Regions from separate parts of the Drosophila melanogaster genome. Here region 2 is linked to region 1. Evidence: chromatin contacts called from public Hi-C data. All regions are on one chromosome and are shown on one strand. The core of a region is the stretch at or near the end of the contact, and the rest is flanking DNA. Distances in the headings are between cores, read along the strand shown.

Region 1 (7,118 bases), core at 2,528-5,027:
TTAGCAGTTCTTCAGAGATCTCATCGCCCGCATCATAGTTCTCACGCATCATCTGAATCCTAGCCAGATTGTCTTCAAGGCTCTTTAATTTCCGTAGGTCCTTGCTTACATTGTTTTTCTTTTGCAGCTGCTCCTTACCAGCGGCTTCATCCTGATTTGTGTTGCAATTACCGGATGTTGTGGCCGATTCATCATTCGAAGAGCTTTCATTGGCATCGTCATCTGAACTGGAGTCATCCTCGGTTTCGCTACTGCTGCTACTTGTTGAGGAAGTCTCAGTGCCCGAGGAACTTTCTTCGGCTGGGGAATTGCTCAAGGAACTGTTCTTTGAGGTGTCCAGCGTTTCTGGCTCCAAATGCTCGTTGGACATCTTAATACTATTCATGAATTTGTCATATAGTTCATGGATGTTGCCCTCGGGCAGGTTCTCATTTTTCCTTCGCGGAGGAGGTGTGCTTTTTGCATTCCACAGAGCGTTGGAGTCATCATCGTCATCATCGCCATTAAATTGCGAAGCTACTGGTGGCAAGGGTGTAGCGTTAAGAGATGCGTTTGCATTTGGAGCGGGAGTAGGAGTAACAGGAGGTGCGTTCTTGGGCATACTGGCCAATGAATCGTCGTTTTCCCAGTTGTCGATGTAGTCATCCGTATCGGGACTTTCCTGCTCTTTTGCCGGTGGAGGAGCATTGGTCGCCACTGCACCGTTTCTAACCAGCACATCGTGCTCCATGTGCCGGGGAGGCGTTGCATTGCGTTCGATTTTTATAGTGGTTCGAGTAAAGTTCGTTTGCAGAGGCGGGGGTGTAAGATCTTTTTCTTTCTTAATGCTGAATTTTGTATACTCATCACTCTTTCTTGGTTGGAATCCAGTTAGCTGACTGCCATTTAATTGATTTCTTTCGAGTTCTAGATCCCTATCCCAATTCTCAACCTCACTGTCGTGTCTTTGAAATCGTCTCTCCTTGCTTGAAGGGCGAGAGGAGGATTTCCTCCCGCTTAATACTGATTCGCGCTTGAAAGGATTTATATGTCGTGGTTGGCTTTTGTGATGCTCGACCTCTGCCCTACCAGTCGCAGATCTATTATGCCTGCTATTCGGAAGGTATTCAGCTTTAATCTCTTTGGGAGCCTCTTTTCTCTCTTTGTATTCATTAGTGCGACGGAACAACTGCTCTTTAGTAGCTAGTAGATTATCCAAATGCAAATCGCTCTCCTCGAGCAGGGCGCCAATCCTACTGTGAATCTCACTGGCCTTGAGCAGAGGAGCCAGTTTGTCGGCTTTAGCGATGGGGACAATAGGAATGGATGACTTCAACGGCGGCGTTGTACTCCTTTCAATAGTTGCAGCTGGAGCTGAAACGGCAGTGTTTACTCGTGGAGGTGAGTCGGCAAAAATATCAAAGTCCTTGGGATTTGCGATATCAACAATTGGAGTCTGAGGGATCTGAACTTGTGGTGGTGTCATTGGGGGAGTTCCTTCCCTGCTCCCCCAAGGCGAAAGCGTCTGATTTTTTCTTCTTGATGCGTGTTCTCTTGTTTTTGCACTTTCACTGAAGGATTCATGCGGCATGCTTGATCTCTTGGAGCCATCCAATCCATTTTCTTGTGGCGGATGCTCCATTAATGTGTCCTTGCCGCTTTCCTTTGGGCATTTCGTTACTGATTGTTCTCTCGATCGCTTTATTTGCTTGTCCTTTGAACGTTCGTCTGTTTTTTCTCCCAATGGCCCCAAGAGTTTGTCCTTTTTGCGATCAGTTGGCGCTTCCTTTGAATTTTCTATTGCATTTCTTACTTTCTTTGCTTCAGGCTTTCTTTCTTCAGACTTATTCTGCGTTCTTTCATGCAGTCTTTCCTTAGAATGGTTTCTATCTTTGGAACGCTCTCGAAGCTTTTTATTTGCGTTTTCTTCATTCGTATCCTTATTTTTAACCTTGGATTCATTTCTTTTTTCGCTATGCTCGGTAGATTTTCCTTCAAGCTTTTCCTTGGATAAGTCTTCATTCTTTTCCTTATCGCCTAGCTTTTCCTTTGATTTTTCTCGACGCTTATCCCTTGAACTGGACCTTTTCCTTGATTTTGCTCTAGTATGTTCCGCGTCGTTTGCCTTACTTCTGGTTTGATCTCTGGCTTGTGATTTTTCACGTGTTTTATTCCTAGTCCGATCTCTCTCCCTAGATCGGTCTTTAGTTTTACCTCTGGATTGATCTCTTTCCTGGGACTTTCCACTCGCTGTATTTCTAGGCTCACCTCCAACTTCATCCTTTTCCTTAGATAGATTCATACTTTTTGCTCTATTTAAATTTTTATCTTGGGATCTTTCTCTACTTTTCCGTCGAAACAAATCTCTTTCTCTTCCTTTCCCTCTGCCTTCATCCTTGTTCTTGGAGTTTTCAGTGGACTTTCCGTGCGATTCTTTCGACCTCTCCCTAGTTCTTCCTCGATTTTGGGTTCTGTCATGGGATCGATTACTTGTTTTTCCTCTGACGTAATTTTTGTGCTGGGGCAACTCTCTCGATCGATTGTTTTCAATTAAGGGTTCAGTGGACTTTGTTTCGCTGGGAAGTTTTGATTCCTTGGAGTTGTGGTCAGTAGTTTCCGCTTTAGTCCTGCAGTTCTCATGCTTTGTATTGGAGCACTCGGAAACAAGATTAAAGACAAAGGACACTGGCGGTTGCAATGCTGTCCAACTAAAATTAATCATATTAAACCTAACTTTCTACATAAATATGGAATTTACTTACATCACATCCGATTGGAGTCGCTTGCAACGACCTGAATTGCTGTTAATACCTGTAGGTGGTGGATTTTGAGGTGCATACGCTCCCGGCGGAGGTCCTTGCGTTGGTAGCCCACCCATCATGGGAGCTCCCATGCGATTCGCTGCGGGTGGGCGACCAAAGAATGTTGGTCGCATGCCCCTTGGTCCGCCCCTGTTCATTCGGGGCATAAAGCCCATGCGTGGAAATTCAAAGCAAGGAGCTCTCATGTGGAATCTTAGCGGATTAATGCCCAAGAACGGCGTGGGCGGTGCTTGGGGCAGGGTAGCAGCTGCAGCCTCCTCCTGCTTTTCCTTCCTCGCCTTCTGCACATCTTCTACGTTTTTGAGGTCCTCCCCCGAGGAGTCCGATTCCGAATAGAGGCCTTCGCTATCGTCCGCATCCTCGGCTTGGGCATTTGGTGTCCCGCCAGATCCGTTCTCTTTGCGCGCCTGTTCCACAACGCTAACTGGTAGCTTCCGTAATGTTTTGCTTATCATCAGCTCTTTGGACAGGTGCTTTTTGACTGCCGGACTGCTGGGATGATAATGGGGCGGGGTCACCACCTCGCCCGGTTCCAGACTGTTGGTGTCATTGTCCTGGAGATCCTCCGGGGGCTTCAACTGTTTGCCAGTGGCTGGCTGCTCCATTCCGACGGCAGATCCTCCAGCTGCTTGCGACATTTTCACATCCGGCGACCTCAAATCGGTTTGCCCCTCACTCCGTCCCCCTTTTCGATGATTCTTTCTTGTTGTTTGCGGGCGCACACGCTTTTCTTTTTCTGCTCTCTCAATGGCGGCGCGGTGTTGCTGGGTATCCACGCAGCGTTTTCCCCTGCCGAGCGGTAATATTGATTGGGCTGCGCGGGCGGACGTCCTCGTCGGTTGCAGCGGTGCACCAGCTCGGCGTTTGCGGTATCATGTACGTTTCCGTTTAATGTTTATGCCATTATGAAAAACCAAAGCCAATAACTTTTCTGCAGCGAGTAAACACTACTCAATGCAGAACAGAGACTGGGCACATTGAATCTATCGGCAGGCAGTACTGCCAGACCGCTATTACCAAATTTACTTAAAAAGAAGATACAAATTTGGACATTTCTCTGCAGACATTTTTAAGATAGTTTTAAGTCCCCATTTTATTATACAGCAACATGGCACAATTTGTATTAATATTTGTTTAACTATCGCCGTCTTAACAGCACTGAAATTTTCCAGTGTGAAAACTACTGATATTATTAATGCTTCTAGTTCTATCGATATAATAGCGAATACACCCACCTTAACATATAGCGAGTGCACACTCTGTTAGCGTTGCCACACTATTTAAGTCGTTACGCTCCGATATTTTGAAATGGATTTTAAATTCATTAGCTTTTTTTATTTACTTAACGACTGTCTTTTACATGCTCGAAAAGTCGTCGTAACTGTGTGAAACACAATCAAACACCCAAATGCGCTTTACCGCTGCAGACTGCACTTGTTTCCGCTTCCTCTTGGCGAGCGGCATTCATTCGAATGCGAAGTGCAAATAAATGACAAATACGGTTACCGTTGTGCCCGCTAAACACACAGTCACTAAATATATATGAACAATATGTGCGCACAGTCAAGCGAATCGGAGAAAATGCGCCTAAGCGCTGATATTATGACATTGCCATTGCCCGCCGATTGAGGGAAATTCGAAAAAGGCGGAAAAGTTTCCCTCTGGCACATTGAGATGCATCAAATATGAAAAGAGTTTGAGTTTGCTGCACTTTTCCAATCAGATAATGTTTCTATATATATAATATATATATTTACAAATTATCATTTTCGTAAAAATTGTAGTGTTTTGTATAATGCATTTTAATTCAATTTCATTTTAATTAATAACAACAATTTACCTCAAGAGTTTAAACAAATGGATGTCCGTAATTAATCTAAACCTTTAACACTGCAGTTATGCTTCATTTTCATCTCAGTGCAACGGAGTTGCCTTTAATTGCCGACAGCGCTCTCAGTTTTTCTTTCATTTTTAGATTTGCATGTGCAACTTTCTCCGGCTGCCGACGTCGACGGCGCTGCTGCAGCGCTGCTGCAGCGCTGCGACAGAGGCGAAAGGTGCAAATTAATTTGTGGCGCTCCACAATAACCTTCCTCACTTTTATCCCCATCATCAAGCATAATCTCCTGCGTTTCAAACGATTTTCCATCGTTTTCTTCTCAGCTTTGTCGCGTTGCTCGGCTGAGCTGAGGTTCAAATATAAAAGCCGATCCCCAAAATGTGAGGTGTTATCTCATTTTGAAAATCACCAACTGCTAAGTGGATGCGCAATGAAAAAGCAAAAAAGTGCCACCATTGTTTGAGAACGTCGAAAAATCAACTTGGATGTCCCCGAGCAACGCTTGGGTTGAACATACGTACAATACTCATTGTATCCCATCACTTCTTCAAGCAGGGCTTTGACTTTGGGTTTTTCTGGGGCCATACATTGGCGACCACGAGACATCTCGAATTTGGCACTTGGGTGCGAAAACCTTGGAGAGCATAGCATCTTTGGGCTGGTGGTGGCTTTGTCCTTCGGAACATAAGGAACATCATATTGCGCGTATGTGGAAACAAGACTTCAAGTCCAGAAACTTAAGGATACGTTGTGAAACAAATGCTAGCTGTTTTCGATGTTAAACCAACGCACATAGCATTTTCAACTAAGCATTAAGCATTCCTCTGAGTAAAGCAACCCAGTTTTCCATTTCCAAAAACTTTCTTAAATCACTTTCCTAAGTAGCCAACACCCACAGACTGCATAGCTTCCTCCTCTGCCATAACTCAATTTATTAAGCATTTAAACCAAATATGTGCGGCTACAAATGTGGCTAATTTTTCCCCCGCGAGCATATTTATTTATTTATTTTCGTGATCTGGCCGGCACTTAATACCTGAGAAGCGTTAAAAAAACGCAACGCTCTGTGGGCATTGAGGGCGGCACTTTTGTGTGTACTTAGTTGTACTTGCGGCTGTTTGCCGGCGTTGACAAATGAGAGCGGTAAACGCCGCCACAGTTCCAATCCAAAAAGCTTACAGCAGCGCCGAGTCATTGACATTCGCAGCTGAACTAGAAAACTTATGGATCCGCATTCGAAAAATGTGATAATTGCAGTGGAGTGCGATGTAAGTAAAAAATGATATGTGAGGGGCAGAACTAGGGCAAATCAAGCCGATGCGGTATGCACTCTAATGCACAAATTATATAATTATGAAATAAATTTTATTTCTTTATATCGTATGTAGCATATTTATGTAAAGTTTTAGGTCATAAGTATCCTTTGGGTTCCTAAAAGCAGGCAATACTTTTTAAAGCAGAGATTTAGAGTAAGATGTACTTTCTTAACCATTTATCAGCATTTAAATATATTCAAAATAATTCATATATTACAACATATAAAGCTATTAATTTGATAATATTTTCATGTATAAATATTATAAGATATAAATGGTATTAGACTCTATTAAAACATCCAAAATGAAAGGTATCCCCTTTTTGAGGGTGAACCAAAAACCCTAACTAAATCCGTTTATGTTCGTGTTAATTATATATATTTGTAAACACACACACACACCTGTAAGCGTCGCTAATTGGCAGATTTAGAGGAACCGAGAAGCAAAAACACGAACCGCACAAATGAAGATCTCTGTCAATTTACGGACTGCTAGGCATACAAAAAACTTCTATTGTTCCTGTCCAAATTGGCTTAATTTATTTGGGCATGCTTTCATCACATGCCCATCTCCGCAGGGACGAAGTGGCGGAAGAAGGGGTCGCAGGCCAGATCTCTACGGACGACAGGTAACTCCGGATGAGCTGGGCCTCTGGCGATGAGGTGCTAATCACGTCAGGTCGCACGTTCGTTCCAATACGAAAGCGGGGCAAGTTGCTTGATTCTTAGAACGCAGTTTCTCCGCAGCCACCTACAGTATATACTCGTACATGTGTGCAAGTACACGTATGAAAAATTAAACAAAATCCCCGCGGCAATCGTTGAAGCATTCGAAATCCAATCGTAATTACTGCTTCGTTCACTCTCCCGTGACCAACTCGCATCAAATGCGATGAAACCATTTTCTGCGGGTCTAGGAAGTTGGGATCACTAATTGGGTGGGGGAAAAGTGGTAGGCAAATGAAGTGGCACCTGAAGGGTATAATTTAATCGGGGAACCTTCTTGAGAAATGGGTCTAATAAATAAGTAAGAGTTTTTAGTTTTTTTTTGAACAGAAAATCATACCTAAATGACATGCAAGCACGGAATTAAATAAAAGTACTATTTAATAGTAATGATTGTTACTAATAACGTTGCAGTAATATTTTCGGTACTTTCAAG
Region 2 (7,599 bases), core at 4,809-7,308, 350 kb before region 1:
AACCCTTTTTGCATCCCCTTTCAATGTTGCCAGTTCTTTTGTGGCACAAGCCTCCATTGTTCATTGTTTAAAAGTGGGTAAAGTGGTGCAGCACAGGCCGACCGGTTGGATAACAAAAACTGATGCAAAACGAGACCTTCGGGGCAAAGTTAAGGCCTCCTTTCGTCTATTCTTTTCAATTTCAATTTGCTCCATTTCAACCTTAACCCACATTCGGTTGCAATTATCCGACGACACTCCACTGGAAACCGGAAAAACCACTGCCGAATAAGCTTTAAAAATTAATATGCTGAAAATCTTGAAACAATTTGCAAACTAATAGCAAAAGGCTTAAAATCGCATTAAAAGTTTCCCCCAAGAACTATCGGCACAAGCCAGAGGCATATATATGTATGTAGTTTTATATGCCGAGAGATTCAATAAGCAGCCAGTTGTGGGCACAAAGTTTGCAGTCAGAAAGGCTTAAAGCCTTTTCCAAACTGGCAGCAACTTAAAGAGGGGCAAAACTTCTGGCTGAAGGCGGAAAATTTTGCACTGCAAGAATAAGTCAAGAAATCATCAACGATGCCATTAGCATAGGGTCCAGAAGTGACCGAACTTCTGCCCCTTAGTGGTGGCAAAAAGTTTTGTGGCTTTCTTTTTCGAAAGGGGTTGCCAAGAGTTTTAACAAGCTCCTTACATTTTCTTCCCCCTTGCGGGAAAAATAGGAATATAGTCTCGTCTTGGAAAATAACTTAATAATTAGGTGGCTTGAAATGAATCTAAAATATGTGCAAACTTAAGTGTTATATGCATAAACTATTTTTCTACACGTTTTTGAACAGATGCTTTGAATGTTTGAGGCAAGATATATGAAGTACCAATGATCATGCAGGATATACGCCTACGCCTGGAACCACAGCACAGTAAAGCCACATTCATATCCTCCTCCTCGGCCTCATCGTCCTCATCCCAAACAGCTGAGACCACGCTGATTGAGACAGCTGAGAAGTCGCCAGCCAGGTGAGTGTAGGGAAGGGAAGGGCAGAAGTAACTCCCTTAATCTTTAACGCAAAGTATACCTCGTCCTTAATCCTCTCGCTCATTTGTTAACCGCAGTGAAGCAGCTGCTGGAACAGTGACAACGACATCGCCGCAGCATTTCTTCCATCATCATCATCCGCCGGCTCATCCGCATCCGCCCCGCCAGCAGCCGCATCCGCATAGCCACTCGCATCCGCATCCGCATCCGCAACTCCAGCGCCGCCCGGTGGAGCAGCTGCATCTGCTGCATAGCCACCACGATGTCCAGGAGCTGTCCGGACAGGAGCATCCACATCCGCAACCCGGCTCGCATCCGCATCCGCACCATCTGCGCTCGCCCAGCTCCGAGGAGGATAATTCGCCCACAGAAATGAATAATTGCCGTCGTTTGGTGGATAAGCCGCCGCTGGTAAGTTCTGCGAGGGTTCACTGTAAGAAATGGTAGTCATATTTTAAAAAGCTGTCGGAAAAATATAAGAAAGCCCTTTATATTGTAGGGTAACACTTCTATATATATTATGCAAAAGGAAATAATAACTCTGAATGGCAGGTCATAATGTATGCCCACTGATTTTTTTCAATACATAACTTATTCTCATTTTTTGCCGATTCCGCTAGTTAATATTAACTATTAGCCAATGTATTGAAAACAGAGACGGATTTTGCGATGCCAGTCGAGGGAGCAATCATTTTTTTTTTTGTTTTGCTTTGTTGCCAGGCTCCTTTGTTGGCCATTTCTCATTGCTCGCAAATTACTTTGCACAGAGCATAAATCTGCTTACGCTGATGATTTGCCAGGAAACAAGAGCTGGTGGGGGAATTTGAAAGGAATTACCTATTGGAGGAGCATCGGCTGGGGATGCACTTAGTGAAAGAAATGCCAGGTAGCGGCGGAAAAGGAAAACTTCAGATCGAGACAGCATTTACGAAATGCAAAAAGCGAGGAAAATGAGGGAAAATTCGTTCAATTCATGTTGCCTAGCTTAAATTCTCTATTTAGTTGTTTTAATTGCATAAACCTTAAATCACTTGTGTGAAATTGCGCTGCTTGAATCGAACTCGAAAGCGACAGGAGTAGGCACTTCAGGTGGAAATTGTTTTTGCCACCAAAACTGCAGCCGAAAAGGAGTTCATTAAATTAATTTGCACAAATGCAAATTTTCGAGTAACGCCACTTTGGCACGCGCCACTAACAAAGGTGCACTAGCTGCACACGACGAAAATGCAGAACAAATGGGAGGACACTGAGAGAAATAATTTAATATTACCCAAAAAGAAAATCCAGAAATATTTGAATGTAAAACATTACTAGCATTTTTTAAAAGATTTTCATGGATTTTAGCAAATTTATATAGTATATTTCAGATATTAAATTTCGCAAGAAATTTGTCACTTGACATGCGAGCATAATTCACTTGTAAAGAGCAGTCCTAAATGTGTTTAACTAAAGTTTAAAGTATTTGCAATTAAACTGCATTTTACTGTCAATTTAAATTTAGTTGAGTAGGGCATACTTAGCACTTTTAAATGCCAATTAAATGAGCAGTAACTCAATTGCCGTCCATAATCCTAAAGCGAGCATAGTTAGCTAACTAATTGCTTTCTTTTGTCGGCAACAACTTGGACCGAAACCCCGTTACCATTCATTCATAACTTTCTACTTAAACCATTTCATGGCAGGGCGTTGAATGCTTCCCATTTTGCCGTAGTGCAGTTTGAAGTTGGATAACACGAGTCCTGGTGAACAATGCAGGATGCCATGGCAAATGGCAGGCAAATGGCGTTAACTTACTGACTTTATGACACATAAATCGCAGCAACAGCGCCAAATGCAACCGACAGCCACGTGTTTTTAGGCCTAGGGAAAGGACGTGGAAAGGAATCCTTGCCAACAGGACAATGGAGCAACTTTTCTCTGGCGCCGCCTGAAAGTAGGCAACGTGCAAAAGTTTCGAACAGATAACAAGGCAAGGAGAAAATGCAAGAAAATCAAATGGCAGATGGGAGCATCGCTGCTGCGAATGCTGCTTAGACACGTCTATTGTGCCATTGTCTGGGAAAATACCTTGGAAAAGTCCAGCCCGCCTCCGCCCCATCTGCATTCTTTACGTTCGGGATTTTGCTGTGGCACTTCTGGAGCTCGAGTCCTTCGCGTTTTGCATTGCATAATGCGCTGCTGTTCCCTTCCGATTGCCATTAGCATAATGGGGGCATTAGGTTGGCACGATGCTCTGATTGCATACTTAACGACAGTGCCAAGTGCCGTCGATGCGCCAATTTAATTAGCTGCAATTGAAGCAACGAGCCTGAATCGAGCGAAAATCCTCAATTTAACTGGCCGCATACTGGCCAAGTAAATCGGCACTCATCTCCATAAAATCAACATAATTATCGCAAGTTAAGACCAAAATAAGCAAGTCCAATTTACGCTTAGACTGCTAATTACGCAACGCAATGGGAAACGATTTAAAAGCTGCAAAATGAAAACCCAAAGGCAGTAGCACAAACTTTTCGTTCGGGGCTCGAACTCATTTCAAAGTAATTTGCCGCAAAAGCCAGTGGTTGCCATAGTGGGCGTACTGTGGCCAAGGGGGCGTGGCAAGCGCTGTTTAACATTTTATTGGTAACCAAAAATTTTACACATCAATCTCGGTTGTTTTCTGTGTGGTGTGGTGGGGGGGGGGGGGGAATTGGAAGTGTGTGGCACGACGTTGTTGTGGTTCTGGCCGTGAGAGCTAAAGTGTGTTTGATGTTTGTTGGATTTTCCGGGCGGAAGCCGGAGCAGGGGTTAAGCTGTGGGGGGTGGCGCCACAAATCCCTGAATGAATACACACCTGCACCGATACTGACGGTCAGGCGAGAGTTGTCCCGAAATCGCCATTATAGCAATGCAAAAACTTTGCCAAATTGGCAGACAACATGCAACATGCAAATCGTACCACTAGCAATGGATGCACTGAAAACAAAAAGTAGTAAATGTTATTAATATTACATCACACTTTACTTAAGTTGCATAACAATTCAAAAATAACTGCATACTAAACAATGGGAATGTAATAATGGGAATGTATTAATACTTATAATTACTTTCTGTGCACTCCTATCCCTTCACAGGTGAAACGCCTGACCATGGGCATTGGACTGCTGCGGGGAACCGAGGACAGCCGCCCCCTGATGCACAGCACCTGCGGCTCCTCGCTGACCTCCGGATCCGGCTGTGGATCCACTCAGACCATCTCCGATGGCTATGTGAACGAGGCCATCTGCGAGCCGGACAAGTACGTGGCCAGCAAGTTCGGCGACTCCTGCCGCCAGTCACTGTCCGCACTGGAGAGTGCCACCCAGCGGCTGCAGGTGGAGCTGCCCGCCGCCAGCAAAAAGTATCTGAGAGAGACGTGCAGCGGTAGGTAGACTCTTATGTCACAGATATGAAATGGTTGGCTAAGGTTACCTTACTTCCGTGTAATTATCAGCCAACTCCAGTCCGAAATTGTTTCCCGGCCACAGTGCCCTGCGCCTGGATAATCTCAGCCTAGCCGAGCAGCAGGAGCTTAAGGGAGCCGCCTGGTTTCAAGCGGGCATTCCCAGGGAAATATCCCTGGAGGCCCTGTCCCGACAGAGTCCAGGTGCGTTTCTAGTGCGCCAGAGCAGCACAAAGCCGGGATGTTTCGCCCTCTCGCTGCGAGTGCCACCACCTTCACCACGAGTGGCCCACTATCTGATCCTGCGGACGCAAAGGGGCTACAAGATAAAGGTAAGTCCGAGCACATTATATATAATATTTATTATATATTATGATGGTATTTACCATTTTAGGGCTTCACCAAGGAGTTCAGTTCGCTGAAGGCGCTGATCACGCACCACTCGGTGATGCCGGAACTGTTGCCCGTGCCGCTGACCCTGCCACGCCCACCTAGTACCCGATCGCAACGATCGCAGGGCGCCTACGCAGGCGGAACCGGAAACGGGGGAGCGGACTTCGAGATGTATGGCTCGCTGAACGACTTTCGCAAAATGATGGCCGATTTGAATGTGTGACCGCTGGGCGCTCTTAATTAATTAAGTAATTATGTCACGTTGATTGAATTAAGCTGCCCAGCTTGTCACATTGTCCTGCGTCCTGTGTCCTCTGTCGCGACAGGATAACAATCTGTTTAATTTGCGTAATTGGCTGTGCTGACGACGGTTGACGTGGCTACCAATAAATAGGGTCCATGTCCATGTGTACTCGGGCCGGCAAAGGCCCACCTGTCCGACAGGTGCTGCAAAAAGTGCACAAACATTTTTTATTAAAATTGATAATAAAATCAGCTACGTGGGCGGCTGCGATGGCTGTGGTTTCGCAGGGGCGTGTTTGCATACACAAATATAGGGAATACGCTCAAATCATTTTTGCGAAACTGATTAAAAAATGGCAAAAACATGCAATATGTATACGCAAACAGACATCAAGTGATTATTATTTTTCGCGTTTTTATCAATTCTGCTCGTTTTGTACGGCTAGTGCTGAGTGGCAGATGCATCAGACAGACGTACTATACATATCTGAATGGGGGCAGTCGGATTAAATGTTAATGTTTGGGTAGGGAAATCGAGGGTCGGCTGCCGGGATTTGGAGTGCGGATGCGGAATGGGCAAAGTGGATTCTTTTTGTATTTGATGCACTCACTTTGCGGTGCAGTGGCTAGATAGACTTATATGGGAAGTAAATGAATAACCAATTATATTGTAACTCTATGTATTTTGTAATAAAGTTAATGGAAAACCTTTTCAAATAGTATTGTTTATTTTCTGATCTATAGCATGCAATATACATACAATCACGTTGAAAATGAAGCATTGGCTTAAAGGTAGAACATTTTATAATATTTAACAACAAATTTGTTTTGAAATAATGTGAGTGGGTAAGGAAAGTTTAAATTTCCCGCACATTATCGATAGCTCTTTCGATAGAATCGGTCGGCAATCGGCTCGCAAACTCGCTAGAGAACTGTTAACCAACTGTCATAGTTTGAGTTCACGCTACGCTCCATTCTAAAAGTTATCAATATCTCGAAATAAATAAACTGTGGGTTATAGCAGGCTTTGTTTTATTATTTGCAATTAGGAACAGTGCAAAGATAACAAAGATGTACTAACAATTGGTCAATAGGCGCAGAAGCGACCCTGAAATTGGAGTGTGACCTCGCTAATAGCCAGATGCGGCGGGGAATTCGCCAAGCCCGCAACACTGTACCCTGAAGGCCAGCTGCCGCCGCTTCCCGCGCATTTTCTTCGACCCAGGTAGGTCGCATTGGGATTCGCTTGCATTTGGTGTTTTCACTCGCCTCCAAACCGCCGTAGCAACACCATCTAGACAACGTGGAACTCCCGCTGAACCAGAGACCGGCATTATTTCCATTGTGAGTGTGAGCAGAACTAAGCTGCATCACCGGCGTCCCTAACCTTATATATATTTCTTACACACACACACAAACGCACTATTTCCAGTTTCGGTGACAAAAAATTGTGAAAATACAAGCTAAAATGCCGCGCAGAAAGGCCCTGACTAATAACAACAATGCCGGCGAAGCGGAGCAGCAGCCACCGAAGGCGAAGCGCGCCAGAATCGCTTTTCATCTGGAGCTGCCCAAGCGGAGGACCGTGCTCGGCAACGTGCTAGTCTGCGGCAACGGCGATGTGGGCCAACTTGGTCTCGGCGAGGACATACTGGAGCGCAAGCGTCTCAGCCCTGTGGCGGGCATCCCGGATGCCGTGGACATATCCGCCGGTGGCATGCACAACCTGGTGCTGACCAAGTCAGGGGACATTTACTCATTCGGTTGCAATGACGAAGGTGCTCTAGGCCGTGACACCAGCGAGGATGGCAGCGAGTCAAAGCCGGATCTTATCGATTTGCCCGGCAAGGCTCTGTGCATTTCGGCGGGAGACTCGCATTCCGCTTGTCTGCTGGAGGATGGCCGTGTCTTCGCTTGGGGCTCGTTCCGGGACTCTCATGGCAACATGGGCCTCACCATCGATGGTAACAAGCGTACGCCCATCGATCTGATGGAGGGCACTGTCTGTTGTAGCATCGCGTCCGGCGCCGATCATTTGGTCATCCTGACCACTGCCGGAAAGGTCTTTACCGTGGGCTGCGCTGAGCAGGGACAACTCGGCCGGCTGTCGGAGCGTTCCATCTCCGGAGAGGGTAAGTCTTGGCATTCAAATTTTCAACGAAATTCGTATTAAAAAAATGTTAACCCCCAGGTCGTCGTGGCAAACGCGACTTGCTGCGGCCCACCCAGCTCATCATCACGCGGGCCAAACCTTTTGAGGCCATCTGGGCCACCAACTACTGCACATTCATGCGCGAGTCACAGACACAGGTCATCTGGGCCACAGGGCTTAACAACTTCAAGCAGCTGGCCCACGAGACAAAGGGCAAGGAGTTCGCACTGACGCCCATCAAGACGGAACTCAAAGATATCCGACATATTGCCGGCGGTCAGCACCATACTGTCATCCTGACAACGGACCTTAAGTGTTCCGTAGTGGGTCGTCCGGAGTACGGTCGGCTTGGTCTGGGCGATGTCA

Evidence for each region. Hi-C and Micro-C count contacts between places; a contact is called where the count stands out from the background.
Region 2: a Hi-C map of the Kc167 cell line shows a contact between it and region 1, with 1.8 times the contacts expected there.

The regions. Positions count from the first base shown.
Region 1 is chr3L:5,580,328-5,587,445 of dm6, reverse strand. l(3)psg2 (lethal (3) persistent salivary gland 2) reads right to left here and starts at 3,777. Exons shown (of 3, transcript NM_139717.3): 1 at 2,742-3,777; 2 at 1-2,687. The coding sequence starts at 3,439.
Region 2 is chr3L:5,931,232-5,938,830 of dm6, reverse strand. It overlaps Rcc1 (Regulator of chromosome condensation 1), which reads left to right and starts at 6,058. Exons shown (of 3, transcript NM_079219.3): 1 at 6,058-6,425; 2 at 6,514-7,213; 3 at 7,273-7,599. The coding sequence starts at 6,550. Egfrap (EGFR adaptor protein) reads left to right here. Exons shown (of 6, transcript NM_001038902.3): 2 at 825-1,002; 3 at 1,099-1,432; 4 at 4,138-4,426; 5 at 4,497-4,777; 6 at 4,840-5,795. The coding sequence starts at 863. The coding sequence ends at 5,061.